2 separate regions of the Sus scrofa genome follow, and region 2 is linked to region 1. A link is a contact called in public promoter capture Hi-C data. All regions are on one chromosome and are shown on one strand. Each heading gives the region's core, a stretch centred on a gene start, on an enhancer-like site or on the middle of the called end of the contact. The rest is flanking DNA. Distances are from core to core; before and after follow the strand shown.

Region 1 (3,055 bases), core at 272-2,771:
GATAAAAAAGATCAATTAAAAAAAAGATAATAGGGACACAAAAGCAAGTGCAATGTGGGATCTTATTACTGGATCCTAATTTAGACAATCCACTACAAAGGACATTTAATTTTTTTAATTTTATCATTTTATTTGAAGTATAGTTGCTTTACAATGTTGTGTTAGCACGTGGTGATTTATTTTTATGTATATATTACTTTTCAGATTCCTGAGAAATTGAATTTTAACTGGGAATTATCTATTAAGGAAAATAATTACATAATTTAATTTTTTTGGTTAAATGTGAAACTGTTCTTCTGATTATATAAAAGTTGTGGGTTTTTTTTTTTTTTTTTTTGCTTCTTGGGGCCACACACTAGGCTTATGGAAGTTCCCAGCCTAGGGGTTGAATCTGAGCTGCAGCTATTGGCCTGTGCCACAGCCACAGCAATGCCAGATTCAAGCCATGTCTGCAACCTACACCACAGCTCATGCCAACGCCAGATCCTTAACCCACTGAGTGAGGCCAGAGATTGGACCTACATCCTCATGGATACTAGTCAGATTTGTTTCCACTGTGCCACAACAGGAACTTCCTAAAAAGTTATTTTTAAAAGATGTCTATGGGAGTTCCAGTCCTGGCTCAGTGGTTAACAAACCCGACTAGCATTAATGAGGATGCATGTTGGATCCCTTGCCTTGCTCAATGGGTTAAGGATCCGGCATTGCCATGAGCTGGGGTGTGGGTCAAAGACACGGCTGGGATCTCTCGTAGTTGGCTGTGGCTGTGGTGTAGGCCAGTGACTACAGCTCCGATTGGACCCCTACCTTGGGAACCTACATATGCCCCGGGTGTGGTGCTAAAAAGACAAAAAGATTAAAAAAAAAAAAAAAAGTCTGTGGTGCAGTGGGTTAATGATTCTGCTTTCTCTCTGTGGAGGCACCAGTTCAATCCTGGGCCAGGGCAGTGAGTTAAGGATCCGTCATTGCCATAGCTGTGGTGTAGGTTGCAGCTCTGGCTTGGATATTACCCCTGGTCCAGGATCTGTCATATGCCACAGGGCAGCAAAAAAAAAAAAAAAAAAAAAAAAAAAAAAGTCTTGGGATAGCCCTTAATGGAAGGTAATATAAGAAAAGTAATGCATATATATGTATAACTGGGTCACTTTGCTGTATAGCAGAAATTGGCACAACATTATAAACCAACTCTATGTTTAAAAAAATTTTTTTTAATGTCAACTGAAGTTAAAAAACAAACTGTGTTTTCTGTTTGTTTCTCCCAGAACTTGGAGTTCTTAAAATGAAGGTTACCAGATGAGGGTAGGGTAACAGGGCTGGGCTATATTTTCATTTTCGTTCTGGTTAAAACAAGTGTTTTGGCAACTGAGAGTGGGGTGTGTTTGCAGCCATGCATGGCTCTTTCCTGAGTTGCCTCTTTGTGGGGGTTGAGTCCTTGTATTAAGTTTTGCATGGTCAGCAGAGCACCATGTGTTATGTAAAGCCAGGGATTCTTGCATCACAGTCGTCAGGCCCTCTTACCCACATCCTGTCACATTCAGCTGCAGATGTGGCAAGAGGCTCCAAGGCAGCACAAAAGGTCTGGGACTGTAACCTGTGCTTTGGGCCTCAGTGTATTCTGGGTAAAAGTGAACTTCGGGGACTCAGTGTTGGAGGGAAGGCAAGTTGTGTGGGACTTCAGTATACCCAAAGCAGACAGACCATGGGATCATGTCTGACCTTTCTCAGGAGGAGCCGAGGAGAAGAGCCGCCTGTGTACTGGGCCCTCCAGCTCCCTCAAGGCTGATTTGGACTAGACCTTGAGATGTCCGCAGAGATAGCAGCCCTCAGTGGCCCCCACAGGGGCTGGACCAGAAACTCAAGAACAGCTCCTATTGGAAATGATTCTTTTTATTTTAATTTTATTAAAGTATAGTTGATTTATAATGTGTTAATTTCTGCCTTACAGAGAAGTGATTCAGTTACACACATACATATAGCCATTTTCATATAGGTTATCCCAGAATATTGAGTAAAGTTCACTGTGCTATACAGTGGGTCTCCAATGACCATCCATTCAATACACAATAGTGTGCATATGCCAATCCCAAACCCCCAACCCATCTTTCAACCCACCTGTCCCCTTCAGTAACCACAAGTTTTGTTTTTGTTTTTCTATTTGTTTTTAGCTATGCCTGGGGCATTGTGGATGTCTGGCCAGGGACTGAACTGGCACTACAGCAGCAACCCAAACCACGGCAGTGACAACGCACCATAAGGGAACTCCAGAATATAACATTATTAAAATACACATATTATGTCTTAACTACTATGGGGAGGGTTCACCTTAGCTGGCACAACTCAGCTTCACTGTGGAATCCTTGGTGCCCAGGGCCAGAAATCATCCCCTCCCTGTCACTGGAGTCAACTCCTTCACAAAAGGCAGGGGCTTAGGACAGGTTTCTGCCCTGTGGAGGGAGGACTTGGTCTCCTCAAAGTCTTGGCTTGAAGTTCTGATGCTTGCTGGCTATGGTTTTTTATTTTTTATTTTTATTTATTTTTTGTCTTATATGCCATATATTCCATATGCTGCATCCGAGGCATATGGAAGTTCCCAGGCTAGGGGTTTAATCAAAGCTACAGCTGCCAGCCTATGCCACAGCTACAGCAACACCAGGTCCAAGCTGCGTCTGTGACCCACACCACAGCTCATGGCAACGCTGGATCCTTAACCCACTGAGAAAGGTCAGGGATCAAACCTGCATTCTCATGGATACTAGTCAGGTTCATTACTGCTGAGCCATGACGGGAACTTCCTGGCTCTGGTCTTTTAAATAAATCTCCTGATGGACTGGGTTTCAGCAACTACCAAAGATGGCTGAGATACTGAGGTCAGGTATTAGACTTACATGGGAGAAATTCTTGGGTTTGGGAGAGAAGACAGCAGAAAAAAAGAGAAATGAGTGTTCTTTCCAGGCTGCCCATTCTCAGAAAAACCAATAAGAAATTAGATAACAGTCTTATTTTATTAAACTTTTATACTATTAATGATTTATAGCTTCTTTGTATCATTCTTTAA
Region 2 (2,785 bases), core at 19-2,518, 160 kb before region 1:
ATTTATGATAATAATTCTGATTCTTTAAGAAAGTGGACTACTACATATAAAGTGAATAACAAGGACCTACTGTATAACACAGGTAACTCTACTCAATATTCTATAATAACCTATACGGGTAAAGAATCTGAAAAATAATGGACATATAGATATGTATAGCCGATTCACTTTGCTATACACCTGAAACACAACATTGTAAATCAACTATAAATTAAAATTTCATTAAATTTCAGTAAAATTTCATTAAAAAATTTTTTTAAAGTGTTGGTGGTGAGTTCACCATAAACAATTTAGGAAAGACGATACAATGGACCTTTGGAGACCAGCCCCAAGTACCCAGGAAGGCAGGGCAGCAGAAATAATTACGGTGGAAGAGAACACTAGCCTAGACAATTATAAAGCCTTTATATTCGTAATATGACTCATGCTGATCCGTGGCCTATCTCCTTACATCAGCAAGTTATTATAAGTGAGTTTACAGTATGTTCCGCTGTCTCCACGAAAGACATGAACGGTTAGTAAAAAAAATTTTTAATTTCAACCTTTCGATTTTTTTTCCAAGTACCATAATGAGAACAGCTGTGGCTCACATTTCTGAGCACACGCTGCTCCAAAGCTCTAAGTTCCTCACCTCATTCAAGCCTCAAAACGACCCTATCAAACAAGGGCTATTTTTCTTACTTTACAAACGAAAGGGCTGAGGCCAGAAGAGCTTAGCAGCTGACCAGGGCTACACCGCCAACAATGAAAGACTGGACATGAAATTCCAACCCAGGTCTAACTCAGCGCCCAAACACGAGGTACCGCCTCAGGAGTTAAGAGCACGAAGACAATACAAGTAGTTGGAGAGTTAGTTCTTGGAGTAAAAAATAAGGTTCCTGACCCAAGTGCAGGCCGGAAAAACCTGGGCGCAGCGTTAAGGACCGAGTCCCGGGTGCTCACATTCAGTGGAGGGATTAAGGAAAAATGGGACACACCCCAGGAGAAAGGCACATTTCAGCCAGGACAAGGAGAACATTCCAACTCGCACCACGTCGGCGCTAACTACCAAAGCTCCTGCGGGCGCCGGGGCCGGGCGTGTCTGACCTTCCCAGACACGGGGGGTGGGCACACCGGCCGCGCCCCTCCGCTCATGGTCGGAGCAGGCCGCCGCCAGACCCGCCCTGGACATCGACCGCCTTGGGCCTTCTGGGCCCCAGGGTCCGCTCCCCGCGCACACTCACCTTCTGCTCCTCCGCGGAGGCTGCCTCGGGGACTTCCGCGGACATCCTGCTCCCTCTGCGGACGAGACACCGGGAAAAGAAGTGATTACCGGGTGGCCGAGGCCGCCCGGCCGCTGCGCCGCCTCAGGCCCGCCGGCCCCGTTCCCCAAGCGCCCACCCGGGCAGCCTCCGCCCGCAAAAATGGCCGCCACCTTATGACGACACGCAGCCCGGCTGCGCCTGCCGGGCAGCCACTGCGGCCCGCCACCCCGCCGCCCCGCCGCCCCTCCCGCACCGCTCCGGTGCCTACCTTACCCCGCTTCTCCGGCTCTGCGACTCCCAAGCACTTCCTTCTTTCCTTCAAAGGTCGCGGCTCGCGCCTCACCTCACTTCCGCCCGCCAACTGCTTCCAGGGAGTTGTAGTTCTTAAGTGGAGCCGCTTCTCACCGCCTTTGCCTGCCAGCTCTGTCTTTGGACTCCAGCTTTCCCGAACTAGTCTAGTACCGTTCTCCTCCTCGCTTTCCCGTTGCGGCTACACAGACTTTCTTCTGGGCGGCCCAAAGCTTTGTGCTCCCCAAGTCTCTCCCCACTCCGCTTCGCTTATTTAACCTTCTTTATCTTTCACATCCCCAGTCCTACGTCATCGTCTCAGGCGGTTCCTGAGCCCCTTTTCTAAGTAATACCCATCTTTTAAGTGTTCTCACATCTCTGTATAGTTCCTCAACAATCCACAGTGTTATCTATCATTAGACAGTATTTGTTGTGACTACTTTATTGATGTCACTTTTCCTGTCCGATAAGCCACCTTGGAACAGGGACCTCGTCCATATTTACTTATATTTTGTTCCAAGAGCCCAGCAATTCCTAACCAGTCAATAAATATCTGATGAAGGAATTCAGCTTCCATTCATTTGTCAACTCTCCGGGGTCCACTCCCACAACGTTACTGAAACGGCTGGCACCAGACTCTTCCAATGACTTTCTCAATTGCCAAATCCGTTGGCTTCACATTTAATCGTTATTCTGTTTGTCCTGTGAATAGCTACTGGCAATACATGGTGGTTCCAATTAAGTATATCTCAGAAACTTGGAGAAACTTGGATTGCCCTCTAAGAGTTAAACTAGTAAAAAGCAACAGATAGTGTGGATGCAATTCTGGGGAAATTTGGAAACCATCAAAATTCAACCAGGGTGTCCTGGGTAGAATCTCAGTCAGGAAGAATTGCAACTTAGAAAACAAAAAGTGCACTCCTTTTGGAGAAGGAAAAGAAGGCATTTGTCAGGCAACAAAATATTTAAAATACAAGAGTTCAAGAGACTGAGACTCTTTGACCAGGATATCCTTTCAGAGTGACTTAGGCTGGGCAGCAGAGAAATTTTTATAAGACCAATTAAATATTTGTTCTCATTTCATACAAAGTAACCTACTGAAAATTTGCCTTTCCTTTATGCAAACCTGCAGGGAGAAAGGAGAATGCCCTAGATAGACTAACTGAAGCATCTAACAGGTTTTTTTTGTTTTTTGTTTTGTCTTTTTTTAGGGCCGCACCCAAAGCATATGGAGGTTCCCAGGCTGGGGTTGA

Evidence for each region. Promoter capture Hi-C pulls out the DNA fragments that hold promoters and counts their contacts.
Region 2: a contact with region 1 is called in a promoter capture Hi-C map of liver, with 7 times the contacts expected there. The contact joins the promoter of ARPP19 here to the enhancer-like site in region 1. A contact is called at or near these places in 1 of 5 promoter capture datasets (liver), 8 of 47 Hi-C or Micro-C datasets (alveolar macrophages, embryonic fibroblasts, fetal heart ventricle and 4 more) and 1 of 2 datasets of contacts at active chromatin or transcription factors (alveolar macrophages).

What each region holds. Positions count from the first base shown.
Region 1 is chr1:118,968,702-118,971,756 of Sscrofa11.1, reverse strand. No RefSeq gene overlaps it. Among named protein-coding and RNA genes, the nearest start is that of FAM214A, 24 kb to the left of the region's middle. Within about 2 kb of position 1,521, at least 28 of the 83 cell types and tissues checked have an H3K27ac peak or open chromatin away from gene starts, as enhancers often do. A contact at or near this core is called in alveolar macrophages and liver, where this site is marked.
Region 2 is chr1:119,133,344-119,136,128 of Sscrofa11.1, reverse strand. It overlaps ARPP19 (cAMP regulated phosphoprotein 19), which reads right to left and starts at 1,268. Exons shown (of 3, transcript NM_214175.1): 1 at 1,224-1,268. The coding sequence starts at 1,268.